2 separate regions of the Mus musculus genome follow, and region 2 is linked to region 1. Evidence: chromatin contacts called from public HiChIP or PLAC-seq data. All regions are on one chromosome and are shown on one strand. Each heading gives the region's core, a stretch centred on a gene start, on an enhancer-like site or on the middle of the called end of the contact. The rest is flanking DNA. Distances are from core to core; before and after follow the strand shown.

What was found. HiChIP or PLAC-seq counts read pairs in DNA pulled down with a chosen protein or histone mark.
Region 2: an H3K4me3 HiChIP or PLAC-seq map of bone marrow-derived macrophages shows a contact between it and region 1, with 2.9 times the contacts expected there. The contact joins two enhancer-like sites. A contact is called at or near these places in 3 of 39 promoter capture datasets (the 3T3-L1 cell line, the C10 cell line and neutrophils), 2 of 15 datasets of contacts at CTCF or cohesin (CD8 T cells and large pre-B cells), 11 of 484 Hi-C or Micro-C datasets (CD4 T cells, CD8 T cells, bone marrow-derived dendritic cells and 8 more) and 3 of 115 datasets of contacts at active chromatin or transcription factors (the 230-238 cell line, bone marrow-derived macrophages and large pre-B cells).

What each region holds. Positions count from the first base shown.
Region 1 is chr16:55,751,925-55,757,678 of GRCm38.p6, forward strand. No RefSeq gene overlaps it. Among named protein-coding and RNA genes, the nearest start is that of Nfkbiz, 67 kb to the right of the region's middle. Within about 2 kb of position 2,662, at least 143 of the 459 cell types and tissues checked have an H3K27ac peak or open chromatin away from gene starts, as enhancers often do. A contact at or near this core is called in bone marrow-derived macrophages, where this site is marked.
Region 2 is chr16:55,850,150-55,855,903 of GRCm38.p6, forward strand. The region is part of intron 4 of Nxpe3 (neurexophilin and PC-esterase domain family, member 3); the gene reads right to left. Among named protein-coding and RNA genes, the nearest start is that of Nfkbiz, 31 kb to the left of the region's middle. Within about 2 kb of position 2,937, at least 6 of the 459 cell types and tissues checked have an H3K27ac peak or open chromatin away from gene starts, as enhancers often do. A contact at or near this core is called in bone marrow-derived macrophages, where this site is marked.

The sequences.
Region 1 (5,754 bases), core at 1,412-3,911:
GTGACAAAGACAGCCTTTAAGTTATCAGAAAGGAAGCAACTCTCTGGACTTTAAATCTGCATTCTTTTTTTTTTTTTTTTTTTTCCCATTTTTTATTAGGTATTTTTTTCAGGTGCTTCTCAGCTATTTGGTATTCCTCAGGTGAGAATTCTTTGTTTAGCTCTGAGCCACATTTTTTAATGGGGTTATTTGATTATCTGGAGTCACTATTTGCAGATGATATGATAGTATATATAAGTGACCCTAAAAATTCCACCAGAGAACTCCTAAACCTGATAAACAGCTTCGGTGAAGTAGCTGGGTATAAAATTAACTCAAACAAGTCAATGGCCTTTCTCTACACAAAGAATAAACAGGCTGAGAAAGAAATTAGGGAAACAACACCCTTCTCAATAGTCACAAATAATATAAAATATCTCGGCGTGACTCTAACTAAGGAAGTGAAAGATCTGTATGATAAAAACTTCAAGTCTCTGAAGAAAGAAATTAAAGAAGATCTCAGAAGATGGAAAGATCTCCCATGCTCATGGATTGGCAGGATCAACATTGTAAAAATGGCTATCTTGCCAAAAGCAATCTACAGATTCAATGCAATCCCCATCAAAATTCCAACTCAATTCTTCAACGAATTAGAAGGAGCAATTTGCAAATTCATCTGGAATAACAAAAAACCTAGGATAGCAAAAACTCTTCTCAAGGATAAAAGAACCTCTGGTGGAATCACCATGCCTGACCTAAAGCTTTACTACAGAGCAATTGTGGTAAAAACTGCATGGTACTGGTTTAGAGACAGACAAGTAGACCAATGGAATAGAATTGAAGACCCAGAAATCTGCATTCTTATGAGAGCTTCAGGCAATCATAACCTGTGCAGTTTACCTGCACAAATTCTGATCTCAGTGCTTATCATCAAAGCCTACCAATGATGTAGCTAGTCTCATTCACTTAAAAGTATTAGATGCTGTGGTTTTTAAATGTTTTCACATGATGAAATCCTTTGTGTGTACTCATTATGCTGGTTCTGCATTACATAAGAACAGTAAATGCCACATTTAATCAAAACAACATATTATCTGTGGATTAGCAAAAGATTATTTTAAAATAAAATAGAGGACCTGGGAGATACCACAGTGGATAAAGCTCTTGCTGTACAACCATGAGTCTGTGTTCAGATCTCCAGGACCCATATAAAAGTCAGGCATGGCGATTCATGTCCCTATCAGTAGTGCTAGGGAAGATGGACAGGCAGAGAGAAGTGTCCCCCAGAGTGCACTGACGAGTTGAGTCCATCTGAAATGGTGAGTTTAAGGTACAATGAGAGACTCTGTCTCAAAAAATAAGGTGGAGAGTGCTAGAGGAAGATGTCCACCGTTAACCTCTACCCACCCCACAATCACATACACAAAGATACATGCCCACTCCACATTACGTCACACACACACACTAAATCAATCAGATAATAAGATTGAAAACAGCTCTCAGAGACTTATTCCTGATGCTTCCTGCTCCCACTTTTTATTGCTCACATTTATTGGTACTCTGGGTTGAAAGTGTGAGGTGAATGGATGATTTCATTTGATCCTCATAACAGCCTCATGCTGAGGTATGAGTTACCATTATACTTCCCAGCCTGGAAATAAGCAAATCAGGACTGGGTCATGTGACTTCCCTAGGGTCTCAGAGTAAGGGAGGAACCAGCGTTGATCTGGCTTTGAATGAAAAGTTGTCTATCTAAACGCTAAAGGGAACAACTTAGTTGGATTTTGTTCAATACAGGATTTATTTTTGTTCTCTTTCTGGCCTGGTACCTCGCCCTAACAGTCTTGGAAATCGGATATAAAACACCCTGAGAGTTGTCTGGAACATTGCACATATGCAAAAATGTGAAAATAAGTTTGAAATATTAAAATATGTTTCTAAAAGATTGATATTTGGAAATGAGGGTATGGCCTAGTATTAGGGTGTTTGCCTCGAATGTAGAAGGCCTTGGGTGGTTTTGCTCTGTTTTGTTTTCATTCTCCACCACAGCTTTATTTCTGCTCCTCTTCCCTGTTCTCACTGCTCATTGGTCTTGGGGACTATCCAAGTTTGAAGATGTAACTACTATTATGAAATGACAATGGACTATTGAAAATGAAAATGGTCTTCGTAAAACAAGACTATTTTCACGAGAGTGGAGGCACCATAAAGATGAGCGTTCTCACCGGGTGGTGGTGGAGCACTCCTTTAATCCCAGCACTTGGGAGGCAGAAGCAGGTGGATTTCTGAGTTCGAGGCCAGCCTGGTCTACAGAGTGAGTTCCAGGACAGCCAGGGCTTACACAGAGAAACCCTGTCTCGGGAAAACCAAAAAGAAAAAGAAAAAAAAAAAAAAGATGAGCATTCTCTTCTCAGTGCCAACCCAGGAAGAACGTCATCCACACAGAAATGATAGTCAGTGGCTCATTCACAGGCTGCTCTCTGAGTACATTCTGGTTGCTTCACCCGATTCTCAGACAAGGGAGGAGGATAGACAGGTGTGAACTGATGATAAAACAGTGTGATGACACCAAAGCCTATCCTGTAAGGATGCGCGGTAAGACCGAAGCACAGGGTGTAAGGATGGCTGAGCAACAACTTGGTACAATATGTGTATTTCAACCCGACTTCCCAATATGGGCTCATTTCCTTTTTGCATCAACACGAAGCCTCAAGTGAAACCACAGAGTGTATTTCATTTCAGAATGAAACTCATGACACAGCAAAGCGGTGAGTCATCCCGGGTCTGTGAAATTTCAATCCCAGTGGTGTAAAAACCAACTTGGGTCCTTTCCATCATTAAGCCAGTGAATGAATGGCCAGGTGTTTGCATTTTAACCATCGTTCATCTTCGTTGAACTGTCAGGTGCACTGTAACAATCAACTGATCAGGGATAAAAGGGAAAGAGAGTAGGGAAACTGCTCTCCTTACTGGTCTGGACCATGGAAGACAGTAGAGATTGGATCCCAAGTTTTCCACACTGACTAGCCTGGAAGCAGAACCTACTTAACTGCATTGTTACATGAAAACTCCCTAAATAAACTCTTTTTTCCTTGGAATGCAAAGTTAGATAAATAGGTCTGGGAACTCTTACAGTAATGAGTGCATGCGAGTCAGTAACACATTTCAGAATTCATGATGAGGTCACAAAAGTGGCTTCCTATGTTATATAGGTGGCAACGTCATAATTACTTGTCTGTTGCTCATCTTCCTTTTAGAGTGGGGGAAAAAAAGAAGAAGAAGAAGAAGAAGAAGAAGAAGAAGAAGAAGAAGAAGAAGAAGAAGAAGAAGAAGAAGAAAGAAAGCTTCAGTGGTTTCTCAGTAAGTGTGAACCAGAACCATAGCACAGTTCATTGGATGTCCTTACTAAACGGGCACCCTGACACACAAAACTAAGGCCACAAATCCCAAGAGAAAGCCTGAAATCTGGCCCCAGCAGCAAAGAAACACATTTGTCTTTGTATCAACCTTCATCTCGTTTTTGAAAGGCATCCTGGTGTGTCCCAGGGCACACTGAATCAGTGTCAACGTGTGTCTGTTCTCAACTCCAGCCTTCGATACCATAGTTACCTCTTCTCATGGCTGTGAGAACATGTGTTCCCACTCTGGCCTGCCAATGGCAGCGACTTACATAAACAGTGCACAGAGGAGCCAGGAAGTCTAAAACCTTCACAGAGGCTTCAAATGGCATGCAAACTGTGATGAGAAGTTAGAAGACATTTAGTAGACACTGGAAACTCCTGCGGAAGCATCAGCTGTGTGAAAAGGAAGCTTAAGACCTCCTTATTCTCTAATGCCAATACTACACACTGCTTAGATTTCATAACTGAAATTGAGACTTTGGTTCTGTTCAAGTTCAAGGGTCCTTCCTGAATACTTATCATCTAGAAAGCGAGACAGCAGAACCTCTTCTTCTCTCTATCCCTCTAACAACCAACTTTAGAGTAAACTCAGATAAAATTCTAGTCTTCTCTTTCTTCTTTCTTTCCTTCCTTATTTCTTGACTTTCTTCTCTATAGAGTCACATCTTATTCCAAGATGGGGCATGTAAACCCAAAGAATGGTGGGGGGAAATCTCATGCAACTCAAATTACCCTTGAAAGCCCCTGAAGTCTCCCCCTGAGCTCTGTGTCTCCTCTGGATGATCTTATCAACACCTCTAATATGTCTTTAACTTTGTCTGTCTGTCTGTCTGTCTGTCTCTCTCTCTCTCTCTCATTTTTATTTTTTGAAATAAGGTCTCCTATGGCCCATCCTGGCTTTAAACTCACTCTATGCAGCCAAGGATGCGTTAACCTCCTGGTCCTCCTCTCCTGCCTCAGCCTCCCAGGTGCAGGGATTACAGATATGAGCTGCCAAGCCTGGCTTAAGTGTTTTAATTTTTTACTTCCTGTATTAAGTGTCAGCCATCTTTCCCTCACACATCTAATCCTTTAAAAAAAATTTCACCAATTTATCGTTGGTCAGAAAAACTCTAAAAGCGTTCATGACGAAGTTAGAGAAATGGCTCATCAGTTAAGAGCACTTACAGCTCTTGCAGAGGACCCAGGTTCTATTTCCAGCAGTTCTAGAGAATCCAATGACTTTTTCTGACCCCCTTGGGTACCAAGCATGCATATGGTGTACCTACATATGTGCTGGCAAAACACAAATATCCATACAATTTTTAAACTAAAAATATTAATCATTCATACAATCTTTTCATAGGTTTTCACCTAAGAATTGACTTTTTCAGATTTAATAAGTCCTTTTCTGCTAGTTCAGATAAATAGGCGCACCACTGATCACCTACACCTCCCGCCATCTTTCTATCGTTCCTCCTGCATCCCTGACTCTGTCTCTGTCCCCATTTCTTTCCTTGTCCTTTTTTAATTCCACAAAGTTCAACTCAGCTTCATTAAAATCAGCATTTACTAAGAAGCACGTATAAAACCAGTTTCCCTTCTTTCACAATAACTTTTTTCATTGCTCTCACTTACTCTTTCATGAACTCGGGCTTTCTGCACATGCTCAGTTGGCACCAGCTACAGCCCATCCTCGATTCCAGGTGTGGCCAGTCCACATCCACAAACAAAGTCCCTGCTTCAAGGAATTTCCTTTCCAATGGAATGCATGGGCACCGTGCTACACAATGAAGATTCACCACAAACAGACGTGCGTGTGCCCTCAGAGGCCATCATGGCTGAGACGTGGAGAACAAGGGGCAGGGAGCCAAGCAAGGGCAAAGGCGCAGCAGCGGACTTTTTCTCTCGTTGTCAAAGAAGATGGTGACGCTGAAGAAACCGAAAGGCCATGTTAGAAACAGAACTGACTGAACTTGCCCATTTTACGGTCAAGTATTCTTTCCTTACCAACGCTCAATTGATTCAGGGATTTCCCCCGTATGTGCTGAAAGCACTCCAAAACTGCTTAAGTGAGTGAAGTTCAGAGGCAGCCTTATTGAGTAATCTGCTTGGTGTACCCTACAAATAAACAGAATAAGGACTGCTGGTGAGTTTAGTCAAGGATTTGAGTACGTAGGTGAGACGGTATCAAAGAAGAGGAACTAGTTGCAGACATGGGATGAAGAATAGAGTTCTGTTTTATAGCAACCACGGAGTTTAAAATGCTAAAAGTCCTGGTTAAACAGATATCACTCATTATTCTCACATACTTCCTGGACAATGCCCTCTAATACCTCAGTGGGAAAAAGCCAGGCTCAAGCATTAGCAAAGTTGGAATCCAACTCATAAGACT
Region 2 (5,754 bases), core at 1,687-4,186, 98 kb after region 1:
AAGTTCAAAATAAAGAAAGGCAAAACCCAAGGAAACGCAAGCAAGCATCTACACAGTGTTATCTCAGAACGGAAGCAGTTTTTATCCCAATGCCTGAAAACCAAATGATAACTTAATCTCACATTAAGTTATACATATATATATACATACATACATATATATGCATGTATATACGTATATATTTAAGTTATATATGTGTATGTATATATGATATACACACGTATATACAAATTTTAACATGGCAATATTAACACAATGCCTCCTGCTCCATTAAATGTTCTAAATACAAATTTTAATTCAGAGAACCACCATTGTCAAATACAGAGAAGCAGTGCCATGTGATGGATGGATGGATGGATCATGCTCCACAAATGGTTCAGGTCTCTTGGAATCAGAGGCAGCACTAAAAAGCATCAGCAACAGTGAACTCACATTGTAGCTCAGCTACACATTGTAACACCACCTTTGGAGAGAGGCACTATCTCTCTGCCTTTACACCTCCCTTGGGAGATGCCACACTGGCCGCAACAAGGTTTCAAATCACATGGTAATAGCTAGTGTGCCTTACAAGTTAACTCTATTCTGGGCTCGCTCTGAGGAGCTCACACACATGATCTGATGTAGGCTCTCGCAACCTCCTTAAAGTTCCTATCAGTGCCCTGGCTGCTCAAAGCAGGCAGCTTAAGCAAGGGCCCTGAGCAGAGCTCATGAAGAGATGCCATCAGAACCAGAACCGAGCAGTTGAGCCCCACGCCCAGCTTCCAATTACCACTTCAGGGCATTTGAAAAGAAACGTGCTCAGAAAGGCCAGCCATTTCTTTCAGCTTTTCCCTGAGGACATAAAACTTATTCCTTTTCTAATAACTCAAATGTGTAATCTCCAAGTAACACCAATCATTTCGTGACACTTCCTTACACACCCCAGGGTTCGGCACCACTCACAATCCAGTCATTTCAGTCATCTGTGAAGCCACGATCGAATGCCAATGCTGTATGCCCTGGACATTTCAATCTAAGTTGGCCTAGTCGCGATGGTTTTCAAGTTATTTAACTCCTTAACACTCCCATGTTACTCAATCCAAATTGTTTGGTATTTCCAAATCTCACTTTTAAAATGCATATTTTCTAGCTTGTTTGTGTAAAGAAAAGGGGAAAATGTAATCTAGTCTGTTGTCTACCTCCAAAAACAGACGAAGACTATTCCCAGAAATACAACTATGCTTACACATATGCTGGTCTGCCAGCTTATGGATGGCATTTCCTGTTGTCATAGAGCAGCAACAGTGCCGGATTTCTCCTGACAGTGCATATTTAATTTTTTCCCCCTTAGGCATCTTTATTGGTACAGCGACTAAGCAGAAATGTAACTGGTATTTTGCAAAAGTTTTTTTTTTTTTTTTTTTTGGTTTTTCGAGACAGAGTTTCTCTGTATAGCCCTGGCTGTCCTGGAACTCACTCTGTAGACCAGGCTGGCCTCAAACTCAGAAATCTGCCTGCCTCTGCCTCCCGAGTGCTGGTATTAAAGGCGTGCACCACCACGCCCGGCAATCCTGCAAAAGTTTTAATTTGGCAAATATGATTAGAAAGACAAATACTAAACATTCATTTGACTTATTCGGGAGTAATTTCCTCGGCTAGAAATAGCAGGGTACACTCGGGAGGTACAGCTCCAAAACTCAGGAGGCTGAGGCAGGAGGATCGCTTGTTCTCAGAAGTTCAAGACCAACTTAGGCACACAGCATGACTCCATCTCAGAAGGATGCCAAAAGAATCCTGGTGAGAAAATAAAACCCCAACTGGATGTCAAGTGTTGCTTTGCCTCCAGCTAGCTCCCAACTCCTTTGTTTCATTATATTATTATTACATTCAGTGTGTACACATGTGCGCATGCGTGCCACAGAGAGAAAGAGTGTGTGTGTGTCTGTGTGTGTGTGTCTCTGTGTGTGTGTGTCTCTGTGTGTGTCTGTGTGTGTGTCTGTGTGTGTGTGTCTGTGTGTGTGTCTGTGTGTGTGTCTGTGTGTGTGTGTGTGTCTCTGTGTGTGTATGTCTCTGTGTGTGTCTGTGTGTGTGTCTGTGTCTCTGTGTGTGTGTGTCTGTGTGTGTGTGTGTCTGTGTTTCTGTGTGTGTGTGTCTGTGTATGTGTGTCTGTGTGTGTGTGAGTGTGTGTGTGTGTCTGTGTGTGTGTGTGTGTCTGTGTGTCTGTGTCTGTGTGTGTGTCTGTGTGTGTGTCTGTGTGTGTGTCTGTGTGTGTGTGTGTCTGTGTCTCTGTGTGTGTGTGTGTCTGTGTTTCTGTGTGTGTGTGTGTGTCTGTGTGTGTGTGTCTGTGTCTGTGTGTGTGTGTGTGTGTCTGTGTGTGTGTCTGTGTGTGTGTGAGTGTGTCTGTGTGTGTGAGTGTGTGTGTGTCTGTGTGTGTGTGAGTGTGTGTGTGTCTGTGTGTGTGTCTGTGTGTGTGTGAGTGTGTGTGTGTGTATTACAGGAGTAGGTTCTCTCCTTCTGCTATGCGGAAGCCAAGGGATCAAACTCAGGTCATCAGGCTAGACCGGCAGGGCTTTTCCAGCTGAGCTGTCTCACCTGCCCTCCTTGATTTAACGTATCAAAGCCGCATAGCCAGAGACCTGCAGAGAATGCACCTGGGGCACAAAGAAAATATTTACTGGAATGAGAATTAAAAGTGATTTTGAAGTTACAATTTTACCCCTGGTAATTTGGCAGATTCAGTTATTTTGTGTCAAATACATGTTAAAAAGAAAAGTATATATCACACAGGAAGCAATTACCATTTCCATGAGAATGTTAATTATATTTACTACCAGAGTTTAGTCAAGCAAAGCAAATCAATTACTGAACCCGACATTCATTCTTTAAATGTAGGATGCTGTTTAGGAGCGAAACGCACGTGCCTCTAGTGCCCCCTTGCGGTCAATTTGTACAAAAGTGTCTCCTGACTCATTTCAAATGCTGCTTTAAAAGTGTATTTTGGGGTTTCCCATGTACTACGGGTATTTCCTCCATAGGGGGCACTAATCAATATCTATCCCCCACCTACAACAGTCCCAAAGACAAACTAAGATTCACCCTGCGTAACCAATGAGTTTACTGGGCCTACTTAAAGACCATGGATGAGGGGTTACTGACAGGAGTGTGTGTGACCCTGAGGAACCACACTGGAATATCTTCACGCAGCGACAGGAACTGGCTTCCCCGTAGCAACCGATGGAGTCCAGTTGTTCTCATCGTCTTCCCCACCAGAGACCCCAAAGGTCACTGGCAGCCAAGACAAATGGCAAAGAGAACTAGCTGGTGGCTCAGGTGAGTATCCAAAGACGCTCCCGATCCCTCGTGAGAGAATGCCAACAAACTCGGCTGCGGTGACCTTATGCAAACATATGATGATGGTAATTTCTTCGGGGGCGGGGGAAGACAGTGCCATACAACTCTACATCATCCATTACTCTAATGAGGGTTATCTGGACCAAAAACAGAACAAAAATGAGAGGAATAAAGGCTGAGAAATTTTCCTCAATAACCTATAAAGATGAAAGGATGACAGTGATACCATGAGAATTAAGGGCAGAAATTTGGGTACCATCTCAGCAAGATAAGCAAGGTCCCAAATAAAGGAATGAGTTCAATTTCCAACGAGGGTGGGATCCATCAAAGACCCTGCGTCATTTAGCTGTGAGTGTGTAGGGACCACAGCACAGAGACTAGTAACGATTCATCAGTCATTCTGACACTGGGGAAGTCTGTCCTCCACTAGACTCTTGCCTTTGATAAGCAGGTCTACTCTGACTAAAAACAGTTTCTTGCTTTTGACTAAAATGACAGCATTTGAGTGTTGGTAGCAGGGCAGTTTCGAGCCATACACTGCATTCTAAATATGAATTAGCTTATATATAAGTAGTAAAACTTGTAGGAAAGAAAGCTTCAAAATATAGAAGTCATAGAAAAACAAGAAAGGGGCAAAGGTTATGAATTCTTTCACATCGGTCTAAAAATCTTCCCTGACAATGTCATTCGGAGTCTGGTACAAAGTGATTATGTGCTGTTGCCCTGTTTAGATGTGTGTGTGTGTGTGTGTGTGTGTGTGTGTGTGTGTGTGCACGAGTGTGTGTGTGTCTGTGTCTGTGTGTGAGCATGATTATGTGTCTGTGTGTGTGAGCATGAGTGTGTGTGTCTGTGTGTGTGAGCACGAGTGTGTATGTGTGCGTGTGTCTGTGTCTGTCTGTGTGTGAGCATGAGTGTGTGTGTCTGTTTCTGTGTGTGTGAGCACGAATGTGTGTGTGTGTGTCTGTGTGTGAGCACGAGTGTGTGTATGTGTCTGTGTGTAAGCACGAGTGTGTGTGTCTGTGTCTGTGTGTCTGTGTCTGTCTGTGTGTGAGCATGAGTGTGTGTGTCTGTGTCTGTGTGTGGGAGCACGAGTGTGTGTGTCTGTGTGTGAGCACGAGTGTGTATGTGTCTGTGTGTGTAAGCACGAGTGTGTGTGTCTGTATCTGTGTGTCTGTGTCTGTCTGTGTGTGAGCATGAGTGTGTGTGTCTGTGTCTGTGTGTGGGAGCACGAGTGTGTGTGTGTGTGTGTGTCTGTGTGTGAGCACGAGTGTGTGTATGTGTCTGTGTGTGTAAGCACGAGTGTGTGTGTCTGTGTCTGTGTGTCTGTGTCTGTCTGTGTGTGAGCATGAGTGTGTGTGTCTGTGTCTGTGTGTGGGAGCACGAGTGTGTGTGTCTGTGTGTGAACACGAGTGTGTGTGTCTGTGTGTGTAAGCACGAGTGTGTGTGTCTGTGTCTGTGTGTCTGTGTCTGTCTGTGTGTGAGCATGAGTGTGTGTGTGTGTGTGTGTGTGTGTGTCTGTGTGTGAGCACGAGTGTGTGTATGTGTCTGTGTGTGTAAGCACGAGTGTGTGTCTGTGTCTGTGTGTAAGCATGTGTGTGTATGTGTCTGTGTGTGTGAGCACAAGTGTGTGTCTGTGTGTGAGCATGAGTGTGTATGTGTCTGTGTGTGTGAGCATGAGTGTGTGTGTGTGCCGTGCATGCTCATTCACACTGATCTCTTAAGGCTGGAGTGGGGAGGATACAAAGTGAGCCTTTGACATCTTATGGAGTCAGAAAGAAAGGAAGTGCTCAGTAAGAGATGAGCGGAGCAGCGATTAAAAACAATGACTTTGTGAAATCCCTAGACAAATGCATGGACCTGGAGGGCGTCATCCTGAGTGAGGTAACCCAGTCACAAAAGAACACATATGATATGTACTCACTGATAAGTGGATATTAGCGCAGAAGCTCGGAATACCCAAGATACAATTCATAACCCACATGAAGTTCAAGAAGAAGGAAGACCAAAGTGTGGATACTTCGATCCTTCTTAGAATGATGAACAAAATACCCATAGAAGGAGTTACAGAGACAAAGTTCGGAGCTGAGGCAGGAGGAAGGACCATCCAGAGACTGCCCTACCAAGGGATCCATCCCATATACAACCACCAAACCCAGACACTACTGCAGATGCCAACAAGAGCTTGCTGATAGGAGCCTGACATAGCTGTCTCCTGAGAGGCTCTGCCAGTGCCTGACAAATACAGAAGTGGATACTCACAGCTATTCATTGGACTGAGCACAGGGTCCCCAATGGAGGAGCTAGAGAAAGGAACCAAGGAGCTGAAGGGGTTTTCAGCCCCCTAGGAGGAACAACAATAAGAACTAACCAGTACTCCCAGAGCTCCCTGGGAGTAAATCACCAATCAAAACACACAGAGAGACT